Linked DNA regions of Sus scrofa: all the other regions are linked to region 3. Evidence: chromatin contacts called from public Hi-C data. All regions are on one chromosome and are shown on one strand. Each heading gives the region's core, a stretch centred on a gene start, on an enhancer-like site or on the middle of the called end of the contact. The rest is flanking DNA. Distances are from core to core; before and after follow the strand shown.

The links. A called contact is a pair of places that touch in the nucleus more often than the background predicts.
Region 1: a Hi-C map of omental adipose tissue shows a contact between it and region 3, with 3 times the contacts expected there. The contact joins two enhancer-like sites. A contact is called at or near these places in 1 of 5 promoter capture datasets (fetal liver), 22 of 47 Hi-C or Micro-C datasets (alveolar macrophages, brain, embryonic fibroblasts and 12 more) and 2 of 2 datasets of contacts at active chromatin or transcription factors (alveolar macrophages and skeletal muscle).
Region 2: a Hi-C map of omental adipose tissue shows a contact between it and region 3, with 1.8 times the contacts expected there. The contact joins two enhancer-like sites. A contact is called at or near these places in 1 of 5 promoter capture datasets (fetal liver), 20 of 47 Hi-C or Micro-C datasets (alveolar macrophages, brain, embryonic fibroblasts and 12 more) and 2 of 2 datasets of contacts at active chromatin or transcription factors (alveolar macrophages and skeletal muscle).

Annotation. Positions count from the first base shown.
Region 1 is chr7:120,510,213-120,514,178 of Sscrofa11.1, reverse strand. It overlaps CCNK (cyclin-K), which reads right to left. Exons shown (of 13, transcript XM_001925518.6): 10 at 2,908-2,979; 11 at 985-1,305; 12 at 911-982; 13 at 1-908. The coding sequence ends at 682. Among named protein-coding and RNA genes, the nearest start is that of CCNK, 25 kb to the right of the region's middle. Within about 2 kb of position 1,383, at least 6 of the 83 cell types and tissues checked have an H3K27ac peak or open chromatin away from gene starts, as enhancers often do. A contact at or near this core is called in omental adipose tissue, where this site is marked.
Region 2 is chr7:120,529,741-120,533,396 of Sscrofa11.1, reverse strand. The region is part of intron 2 of CCDC85C (coiled-coil domain-containing protein 85C); the gene reads left to right. Among named protein-coding and RNA genes, the nearest start is that of CCNK, 44 kb to the right of the region's middle. Within about 2 kb of position 1,451, at least 6 of the 83 cell types and tissues checked have an H3K27ac peak or open chromatin away from gene starts, as enhancers often do. A contact at or near this core is called in omental adipose tissue, where this site is marked.
Region 3 is chr7:120,608,106-120,611,722 of Sscrofa11.1, reverse strand. No RefSeq gene overlaps it. Among named protein-coding and RNA genes, the nearest start is that of CCDC85C, 13 kb to the right of the region's middle. Within about 2 kb of position 1,397, at least 1 of the 83 cell types and tissues checked has an H3K27ac peak or open chromatin away from gene starts, as enhancers often do. A contact at or near this core is called in omental adipose tissue, where this site is marked.

The sequences.
Region 1 (3,966 bases), core at 134-2,633, 98 kb after region 3:
CGCTTGTAACCAAGATGGAATTCACAGTATGGTGTTACATTCGCACTTAAAAAATAGATCTCTATGTACAGGAATTTGCAAATGGATGTAAACATACAGTACTTCCCGGTGCATCGCTCCCCTGCTCCAGGAGGACAAAGAAAAGAGGCGTCCACCAAGGCAACCCCTTCAAAATAACTTTAATACAAAGGATGTACAGACTCCAAACCAAAGTGGTTCCCTAGCCTCCTGGTGTCCTGGAAGGAAAGCAACAACAGCTTGACTGGCTCCGCATGGGCCTGGGCGGTGGAAAACGGAGTTTCCAGGGAAAATAGGCACTGATTGCTAGAAGGAAGTTCACTCCTTAGGGCAGCTATTCCTTGAGCCAATGTGGCTGGTTCGCATTCTCACTAGTGCAAAGTAACCCAGGGCAGGACTTGCAGACACCAGCTGAAAGCAAGCACACAGCTCACCACCGGCCGGCGGCCCGGGCTCCGCTGGGCGCTGCTGTTGGGTCCTCCAGGTCCAGTGGAGAACCGCTACCTTCATCTCAGGCCCGGTCCACTGCTTACACTGCAACTGTCTGTCTAGTTAGTAGCACACAAGGTACCCTGCTGCTTCGCCACTGAAACTACTTCTCAGGTTCATTAGAAAAAACTTTTGTCTTTAAAAAACAGGGGAGGGGGGGGGGAAGGCGGCGCGTTATCTCATCCAGGCGGCCCGCCCCAGCCCCCCGACGGGCGGCATGCCGGGTGGGGGGATGGGCGGCGGCACGGGGGGCTGTCCGCCCGGGGGGACGGCAGGGGGTGGGTAGCTGGCCGGCGGCAGTCCCAGGCCCGGGGGCGGGTGCGGCGGGACTGCGTGAGTGGGGGGCAGGCGCGGGGGAGGGGGCGGGAAGTTGGGGTTGTAGGTGGGCGGGGGCGGGGGTAGCCGGGCGTCGGGGGCGGGATGGCGGGCGGCGGGAAGGAGGCGGGCGGCGGCGGCACGGGCGGCGGGGGCGGGTTGGGGGGTAGACGTGCGGGTGGTAGGGCAGGTGGGCGGGCGGGCCGTAGGCGGGGGGCAGGGCGCCGTAGGAGGGGCCCTCGGTCTTCATCATGGACTGCAGGCTCTGGTAGCCCTCTCCCGACATGTACGAGCTGGTGGTGGACATCCCGGTGATGTAGCTGGACGGCGGCGGCGGCGGCGGGCGGTGCGGCAGCGGCGGCGGCTGGTGCACGGGCGCCGGGTGCGCCGGCGGCGGAATCTGCACCTTGGGGAGGTCGCCGGCTTCCACGGCGCCGGGCGGCTCCGCCTCGCCTAAGGCCGCCGCGAGGGGCGGCTTGCGGTCTGCAGAGGAGCGCCGGGTCACCGCCGGCCTGGCCCGGCCCCGCCAGGGCCGCGGGGGGCCCCGTGAACCCACCGGCTCCCTCGGTGGTTCCCAGCCCGGCCCTAGCGCCTGCGGGCTGCCGCCCGTTGCCGTCTTCCCAGAGGAGCGCGAGCAGCTGGCACCTCTGCGGCCAGACGGCACAGGCCGTGTCCTGTCACACAGGCCTCACCTCCAGCCACTCTGGGTGTCCCTCCCTCTGTCCCAAGCACACGAGACACAGGCAGTCCCGTGGTGCCCAGAGCAGAGCTGGGGCCCCTTCTTTCTGCCTGTCTCCAGAGATGGTGAGCCCAGCACCAGGGTCACAGTGCATCACTGCCACACTGCACACCGCTGCCACACTGCACACCACTGCCACACTGCAAACCGCTGTCACAGTGCACACCGCTGTCACACTGCACACCGCTGTCACACTGAATCATTGCCATACTGCAAACCGCTGTCACAGTGTATCACTGTCACACTGCACACTGCACACCACTGTCACAGTGCATCACTGCCAGACTGCACACCCCTGCCACACTGCACACCACTCACAGTGTATCACTGCCAGACTGCACACCCCTGCCACACTGCACACCACTCACAGTGTATCACTGCCATGCTGCACACCACTGTCAGTGCATCACTGCCAGGCTGCACACCACTGCCACGCTGCACACCACTGCCACAGTGCATCACTGCCACACTGCACACCCCTGCCACACTGCACACCGCTGCCACACTGCACACCACTCACAGTGTATCACTGCCATGCTGCACACCACTGTCAGTGCATCACTGCCAGGCTGCACACCACTGCCACGCTGCACACCACTGCCACAGTGCATCACTGCCACACTGCACATCACTGTCTGCGGGCTCGATGCTCAGCAGAACGTCTGAGTTGACCAAAGGGATGAGATGGCATGAAAATGGCGGGCGAGCCTGACATCCCAACACCCCGTGCTCTGTGCGGCCCCACACCTCTCGCCGCCCCAGCAGTGAGACTGATACCCCACCCCCAGAGAAGCCTCTGGAATACCTACACATGAACCCCTGCCTTCTCTGGTAGAACACTCCACCTTCCACAAGGCTGTCACAGGTAAAGCAGGAGAGTCCTCTACAACTTTCTTCCTAGCTCACTGTATGTCTGCAGAGAACTCCTCATTCTGTTCTCCCCGGAACCTCACAAACAACTGCTGCTTCTTCAAAATGTACTTAGGAGACATCCTGCCAACAGGAAGCAGCGGCCAAAGACTGGGGTCTAGGACCCACAGCAAGCCTGCCCTGGGTCTGGACAGCCTCCCTACACTGGCGGGGCTTCGTTTTACTAAAAGTGACTCTAAATCCACTTACCGTGGGTAGTTCACCATTTATGGATATGAGAGGTCTGAGGTCTGAGAACATTCAGAACACCCTCAAACTATCTGGTTTGTAAAAAACAATTTTCTAAAAGATCCTAGGTCATTACTGCCTTTTTAAACGTCTGCAAGTCTTCTAAACTTTCTTCAGGAAGTCCCGAGTCTGCCCTTCAAAGAGGCAGAGAACAGCTGGTCTTCCCAGCTCCCTTGGCAGACACTTACCTGGAGGTGGGTGGGCTGGCGGCAAAGGAGGATGGGTGGTCTCAATTTTGGCAATTTTAGGTGGTGGGGGTTCTAAAAGGAAAAAATTGATGAAAAAGTTACTCTTTGTGTGAATAAACATGTCAGAGAGAGAGAAGGGGAGAGAGAGAGCAGCGGGGAGAGAGGCAGGGAAAGAAATGTCCTTCGTCCTAAGGAATTTTGGGGGTAAAACTGTTATGGACAAGATTTTAAGGGACTGAGGAAGGCACCATCCTTTTAAAAGAAAGAGCAAACCAAATACAGCCCCCACCTAGGCCTCCCACCTCCTCCCGCTAGCTCCTTACAGTCAGCCCGCTCACCACGGGCACCCCACTGCTCCCCGCCCATTGAAGACAAGCCCCCCAAGGTCTGAGAGCAGAGGAGGCACCTCAGCTACCACGTGCTTTCCATCGGCGGGTCCTCACTAATATACAGAACGCAAGAACACTCAGTGGGTGAAGGGGCCGGCGTTGCTGTGCGCTATGGTGTAGGCTGCAGATGCGGCTCAGAACCCGCGTTGCTGTGGCTGTGGTGTAGGCCAGCGGCTACAGCTCTGATCTGACCCCTAGCCTGGGAACCTCCATTATTTTCTCTTTCACAAATATTTACTCCCAGCTGGTGGCAGGCACAGCAGAGGCAGCCCATTAACTGGCGCCAGCAGGGATCTAGAGGCTGGTGACTGGACCACCTGGGACAGAGGAAACTGCCTACCCTGCAAGGTCGAGCGGCTGCATGTGAGCAGCATCCTCAGGGACTGTGCTAAGCTGCCTAGACAGTCTACACCACAGGCAACACCTTCTGCTGATGAAAGCAGAGACTGCACCCACAAATGGAAAGCTCTCTGTCTTTCTGTTTGTCTGCTTTGGCTCTTTCTCCCCGAAACTCACTGCATTCTGACTCGTCTACCACTCTGCTCTGCTGCTGCTCTGGCATCGGTGGACAGTCCCGGGGTCCCGGCCCAAACACAGGCTCCATGCCGGATCCAGGGATGTCCCTCTCCTGACCCTCCTCCTCGGGGAGCAAACCCCTCTCCAGGCAGAG
Region 2 (3,656 bases), core at 202-2,701, 78 kb after region 3:
GTGCCAGGTCCTCAGGACTGCCGGGGGCAGGGAGGAGTGTCCGAGGCAGTGGGTAGGCCTCCTGACACCCAAACGCCCTGAGTGGGCCTGACCTGGGCTGGTGCTGGTTGCTAGGGGGTGGAAGGTGGGTTGTGGGAGCTGCAGGCAGAAGTGACTGCAGGGGTGGGGGCAGCACCAGGACTTGGGGGCCTTGACCTGGGGCTGATTTCCAGCCGGTGGAGGAGGGGACGCAGTCACTCGCATATGGCACAATGAAGGCCAGGACCACTGTGGGGCGGTGGGGGACTCTGGTGGGGGTGGGGGTGATTTCGAGTCTGCCCAGATCCAGCTGTCCTTTGTGTCATTGTTTCTGGGGAGAAGCAGAGCTCAGGCCCCCAATTCAGGATGCTGTTTGCAGCCTTATTCTGCTGTCCCAGCAGGGTGTTGCTTGTGGTCCTGTTTCTAAGGACAGGAACGGAAGTGTCCCTTGACCTCGTGGCCTCTGCTCCCCTAGGCCACCTTGTCCCTCAGGGAGAAGACACCCAGGTTCCCGTGGTGGCCTTGGCCTTGTGCACGCACTCAGGCTGCAGGGGGCAGTCCTTCCTCCTCCTTCCTCCCTCGGGGCACCCCCGGTCTCCCCAGGGAGCCCCCACAGCTGTGTCATTCCCCCGCTCCCCACCCGCATACGCAGAGGTGGAGGTTGACGGGGTGCCATGTCTGGAGCATGAGGGGGGCGGCTGCCACCTGGGCAGGGGGTGTCTCTGCCTGGTTCCTCCCCTCCCCCAGCCTGCTCTGACCTGCTCCTGGAGTCAGGTTTGGGCCCTTGTCCTGCAGGCAGCAGCAGTGCAGGTCTGTCCCTGACCTGTACCCATGCTCAGGCCAGGCTCTCTGGGCACAGAGGTTTGTCAGATGGGGGGGTGGCCTGTCGCCTGGGCCCCCCACCCCGCGCTGCCCAGGCTTGCCGGTTGCAGGTGAGATTGGGCTTAAAGGTCAAGATCGGGCTTTGGCCTGGCTCGTCCAGGAGAAGTGCTGAGAGCTGGGCCTGCTCAGCGGCAGTGTTCCAGGTTCCTGGTTTTTGGTAGAACTTTTCCTTCTCCCTGGTGAAGGTGCAAAGCCGTGCTGCTCTGGTGACAGCCACGTGTGCTTGTGTGTGTCATGGAGCTGGACACCGGGTCCCATGCCTGCCTCCTCCTCACGAGGGCTCTGCTGGCAGGCGGGGGTCTTGCCCAGGTCTCTCTGTGAGCCTGTGTCAGCTTGGCTGAGAAGGGGCAGCCGTGTGGCACTGGGGCAGCCGTGCGGCCACGGGTGCACTGCAGGCCAGCCTTGTATCATCTTGTCCCCTTGCTTCAGCCGAGGGGCTGACCCTCAACCTACAGTCTGCAAAGGCACCCAGGGGCCGGGGTGTTGGCAGGGCATGTCCAGGGTCATGGGCAGGGCTCCAGCTGCCCTCGCCACCTGCTGCCAGGGCTTGGCCTTGAACGGGGGTGGATGCTGCTGGCTGTGGAGGAGGCGTTGCCCTTCTGAGCTGCACAGGAGGCGTGAGAAACAGGGAGAGAAGGGCCTCCCTGGCCTGCTCCAGGTTTCCCGGCAGCAGCTGACACCTTGCCTGCCTTTGGGTTCCCGGGGCGGCTCAGAGGGCACCAGCTTTATAAGGACCCTCAAGCCACTTCCCCTGCCCTGGCCTCCACTTGTTCCCCTGTTAGGTGGGCACTCAGTCAATGTACCCCCACACACTCACCTCCTGTGTGTGGGGGTACATCGTGGGGGTACAGCGGTACCCAGGCAGAGCCTGTCCTCAGGGGGCAGTCTCACTCTTTCCCTGCCAGTAGGCTCAGGTGTACAGGCGGGCTATGGGAGCACAGCGGAGGGGGTACAACCCCATGGGCAGGGCTTGGCCCACAAAGAGAGTACTGGTCTCATTTTGAGGGGGTCCAGGGAAGATGGGGTTTCTATAGCCTTCTTCCTCCTGGCCTCCTGCCAGTGGCCTTCACCAGCCACCCCTAGGTGGCCCGGCCCTGAGCTCTCCCAGACCCAGGGGCTGCACTGTTTTGCTGACAGGGTGTCAGGACCCTCTCTTGTGGAGCTGGGCCCCCCACCCCTGCTGGGCTATCAGCTACCCAGCGGTCACATCTGCATCTCCAATGACTTGGCAGATGCATCTTGGGGAGCCCTGCCTGCACCCCACATAGTCTCTTAGGCCAAGAGGGGAGGCTGGTTCTTGCCCAGAATAAGCAAGGTCTGCTTCACCAAGGGAGAGCTGCTTCATGAGGTAGTGAGTGGATCATCGTTGGAGGTAATCAAGGGTGGTTGGACGGATGTGGGGATGGATGGCCGTGTTTGGGAATATTGGAGGAGATTGCTGCCACGGGTAGGGTTCTGGGCTCTGCCTCCTGGGCTCTGGCTTGTGAGATTTTGGCAGCTAAGTCTTGTCGATGGAATCAAATTGCACAGAAACCTCCAGCTCTGTGCAATGTGGCAGATCTGCCTTTGGCAAAAGGGGGGAGAGAGCAGTGGTACTCTTATAACTGTCTTTAGGTGACACGGCTTTGGATTTGGGTCGGAGGGCGGAGGCCTCTGTGGATTCCCGTTCCCGACTGCCCACCCCTCCCCCCATGGCCTCTGTTTAACTCCGAAATAGCTTTAATTAAAAATGTGCCTTTAGTGTTCACAGGCTAAATTACTGTATTGCAGTTCGTATTTTCTTTCTCGTGTCGGTTTTAAAATTTCATCAACACAGCTGCTTCCTCTGCGATGATTCATCTCAGCCCGGTACCCGTTTTGATTTTTCCCGTGGATGCCATGCCTGGCCGGCTGGGCTGGGGGAGGCTGTAATTGATGCCCGGGGGCCTCCGCTCTGACGGTTCCTGCGTTCGCTTCCCTGCTGGGCTGATAAATGCAGGCTCCGCGTGTGCCCAGAAGCCAGCCTCACAAAAGAGCAAGAGCAGGCGGCCAGCTGGGGGAGTGGAGGCAGTGGTCCAGGCCGGCGGCTGCAGCCAGGCACCCCCCTCCTCCTTGTCCCGGTGCTGGCTCTTCCCATCCGGCCTGTGCCACATGGGCTTGCGGAACAGTCAGGTTGGAAATGACCCCAGGATTTACACCAAGCGTGAATGGGGACACTGAGGCCTGGGGGGCAGAGGAGTTCCCAGGATGGCTGACTGCATGAGTCTGTGGGGCTGTGTGACCAAGAACCGGGCGCGGGAGGTTGGGGGATGAGGAAGGGGCTTAGGCAGCTGGGGTCAGCATATGAATTTGGTGGGGACACAGTTCAGCCTGGAGCAGTGGTGGTGTCGGCCTGATGGTGTAAGTAGGTTTGGGCCCTGGAGGAGTCTGACTTCATATGATCCCTGCTCAGCGCTCAACTGCGTGTGGCTTTAGGCAAACTACCTCATGTCCTGGTGCCTCTGTCCCCTCACCTGTAAGATAGGAGTGACGGCGGCGTTGCTGCTCCATGCGTGCCACGCCCACCAGAACCTCCTCCTTCTGTCCCCCCAGGCAGCACCTGCCCTTCTCTCCTCCTGGTCGTGAGAACCTGGGATTTTTTCTTTCTTTTTTCCTTTTTCGTTTTTGGCTGCCCTGCAGCTTATGGAATTCCCAGACTGGGGATCAGATCCAAGCCACAGTTGCAACCTAAGCTGCAGTGGCCGCAATGCCGGATCCTTAACCCACTGTACTGGTCC
Region 3 (3,617 bases), core at 148-2,647:
AGCAGTTTTGGTGTCATGGTTGGGAGGCCAGACCTTGCGTCAGGCAGACTGGCACACCTTGGCAGCAAGACCTTGGCAGCAAGCCGGCGACTTGAGCTCCCTGGCCTCAGTTTCCTCCTCTGCCAAGTGGGCTGAGGTTGCAGAGAGGTGTCAATTCCCATGGGCTGCCTGGGGGTGGGGCTGCACAGGGCAGAGTCCTGGCCAGCCCAGTGGAGACCAAGCCGCAGCCACGGGAAAGGGGCCCCAAGATGCTACCCTATGCCTATGGTGTGAGCCTGCCGGCACCCCAGGAACCCTGCCAAGTTCCCAGGGCTGCAGCAGACGCCCTTGGCCAGTGGCTTCTGCACGTCATGCTCAAGGCCAGGGACTAATTATTTCTGCAGACTCTGCTCTGTTAAGGAGATGTGATTGGATGGGCAGCCCTTTTGTCTTTTCTTTTTAGGGCTACCCCTTCGGCATATGGAGGTTCCCGGGCTAGGGGTCGAATCGGAGCTAGAGTTGCCATCCTACACCACAGCCACAGCAGCGTGGGATCTAAGCTGCATCTGCGACCTATGCCACAGCTCATGGCAACGCTGGATCCTTAACCCACTGAGCGAGGCCAGGGATCGAACCTGCCTCCTCTTGGATGTCAGGTTTGTTTCTGCTGAGCCGCACTGGGAACTCCTGGGCTGCCCATTTTGGAGATAGGGTGACCAAGGCTCAGGAGGCTGGAGACTTGCTTTGGGCCTTAGAGAGGGGCCAGGGTCAGTGGTGCAGGCAGGGACTCTGAATTTGGCCTTCTCTCTGTAGCGAACAAGGCTCCTGGGGAGAAGAGATGGGACTCCGATTGTGGTCACTCGAACATGGGGGACTGGGGGGAGGTGGCCACCGGTCCTGTGAACAAACTCACTCCTACAAGCCAGCTGTCCTGGCCACCACCTGCCTTCTCTCCCCAGATCCCAGGATGGGGACACGGTAGGGAGAAGCCTGGCCCCACACCTGCCGCTGCTAGAGTCAGAGACAGCCCCTGGGTCCGGCCCTGGCTGAAAACGGCTCTGCCTGGGCAGAGGGATACGCCGCAGGAGACCAGACTTGTCCTTTGCTGATCCCTCACCCAGGAAGTGTCACTGGCTTTGCAGAGCTCCTTCTGTGCCCATAGCAGCCATGTGGGGTAGGTGCTTTTGCTGTGCCATCCACAGATGAAGGGAAATTCAAGAGGCGAAGCGATTGTTCTGGCCTCCAGCTGGTGGGAGGCAGGGCTGCAGTGGAACTGGTGAGGGGTGTGTAGGGGCGTCCAGGACCCTCGCACTCTCCAGGAAGACCCCCCTCCAAGAAGGAGGAGGAGGTGGCGTTGGGTGTTGGGAGCAGAGAGAGGCGGAGAGTCTGCTCTGGGCTTGAATTCTGGCTCTGCCCCTGGCCCTTTGGGGTTTCCAACCGCTCGCCTGCAGGTCTGGGGAACTCCCCCACCTGGCCAGGCTGCCTTGTGGATCTGAAGACGGGGCAGGAGTGCTCAGCCCAGGGAGTGCGTGCTTGATAACAGGAGGTTTCCTTCTTCCTTTCCCTTGCTAACAAAGCACCTGGGACTTAATAAAAGTAAGCTTCACAGTGGGTTAAGGATTTGGTATTGTCACAGCTGTGGCTTGGGTTGCTGCTGTGGCAGGAGTTTGATCCCTGGCCGGGAAACTTACACATGTCATGGGCGTGGCCAAAAATGAATTTAAAAAAATAAATAAAAGTTTCAGAGTTCCCTTGTGGCTCAGCCTTAAGGATCCAGTGTGGTCACTGCAGCAGCTCCGTCGCTCCTGTGGCGCAGATTTGATCCCTGGCCCGGGAACCTCCGCACGTCGCAGGCAAGCCAACCAAACAACACAACAACAACAAAACAGGAGTTCCCGTTGTGGCGCAGTGGTTAACGAATCCGACTAGGAACCATGAGGTTGCGGGTTAGATCCCTGTCCTTGCTCAGTGGGTTAAGGATCCGGCGTTGCCGTGAGCTGTGGTGTAGGTTGCAGACGCGGCTCGGATCCCGCGTTGCTGTGGCTCTGGCGTAGGCCGGTGGCTACAGCTCCGATTCAACCCCTAGCCTGGGAACCTCCATATGCCACGGGAGTGGCCCAAGAAATAGCAACAACAACAACAAAAAAAGACAAAAGACAAAAAAAAAAAAAAAAAAAAACCCAAAAAAGAAATGCAGGTTTCCAATTTCCCTTGCCTCAATAATAAAGCAAAGGGTTCTTTCTCCTAGACAAAATATTTCCATTTTTAAGAGAGGCCCCTGTCTTAAGAGGATCATGGCTGATGGTAGGATTTGCGGCGGCGTGTGTCTCAGGCCAGCAGGCAGCTAGAAAAGGCTCTTCGTGTTCCTCAAATCATGTGAGCCGCAGCCCCAGGGAGGCTGGTGCTGCCAGGGCCATGCCAGGGTCCTGCCCCCCTCTCCCGCCAAGGTGGCTATTGCCATCTCAGATGCACTGCTTCCAAAAATCGCCCAGATTCTCCTGGGCTGAGCTCATGGCACATTCCTGGGCTAACAAAGAAGGATTTCCCTGGAATCCCACGGTGGTGCTCAGAGCCAGCCTTAAAGGGAATCAGGCATTCAAAGGAATGCAGAATAAGTTTGTGCCAGCATTAAAGTGCAGATGCAGCATTAAAGTGATAAAGTGATAAAAGCCAGTGCTGGCACGTCTGTAGGAAGGAGCACCCCCAGCAAGGCTAGAATGTTCTTTCCTACCTCTGCTGCCTACAGAAATGCGGAGCCCCCTTTCGAGCCCAGCACAAGCGTCTCCTTCACCACGAAGCCCTCCTGGCTTCCCACCTGAATCACTGTTTCCCCCTTGGCGGCTCCCATGGCGTATTAGTCTCATTTAAGGCACGACTCTCAGGGCCCTTCCCACTCCCCGTCAGGCTGTGAACTTGAGGACAGGGCCGTGGCTCATTCACTTCGTGGGTGAGCACAGAGAGCTCATCCAGTGAGCATTTTGCCCTCACCCTTGACCTAGCGAGGATGCCCATTGGACAAAGGAGGAGGCCGAGGTCAGAGAGGTTCAGCCCTTTGCTTAAGCCTGGCCGGCCCCGAGCCCAGGCTCCTTCAACAGCCCCAGTGCTGCCTCTGTGTGGGCTGGGTCCTGCCTGGGCTGGAGGGACCTCGGGATCCCAGAGTGTAAGCGGGGGCTGGGCAGACAGGGCCAGCACAGCGATGGGGGCCACGTCAGGGAATCCAGGGGCCTGTGGGAGCCTGATGGGTCGGGGATGGGGGGCGCGGAGAAGGACTTTACAAACCTCAGCCAGGTAAGGAAGAGGGGGCAGGGCATCTGAGACAAAGAGAACGTGTGGCCCAAGACATGGAGGTGTGACAGATAATACTGTGTTGAGGGGACAAACTCTTTATGCTGTCTTTTTGGTGGAATGCAGAGAGGGGAAAGCAGAGCAGTTAGGAGGGAAGGCAAAACTCTCTAAAGAGAGTGAGCCCAGGCCATAGCGCTGCTTGGGAATTGCTGCAACCTGCTGTAGAGCCCGAGGTCTCTGCCTTAAGCTCTACAGGTTTCAAAACAGCACCTGCATGGAGCCCCGGGAGGCTAGCTTATCAGATGTGCCAATGGCACCCCCCACGAGGACAGGGCATTTCCAGGAACCTCAGC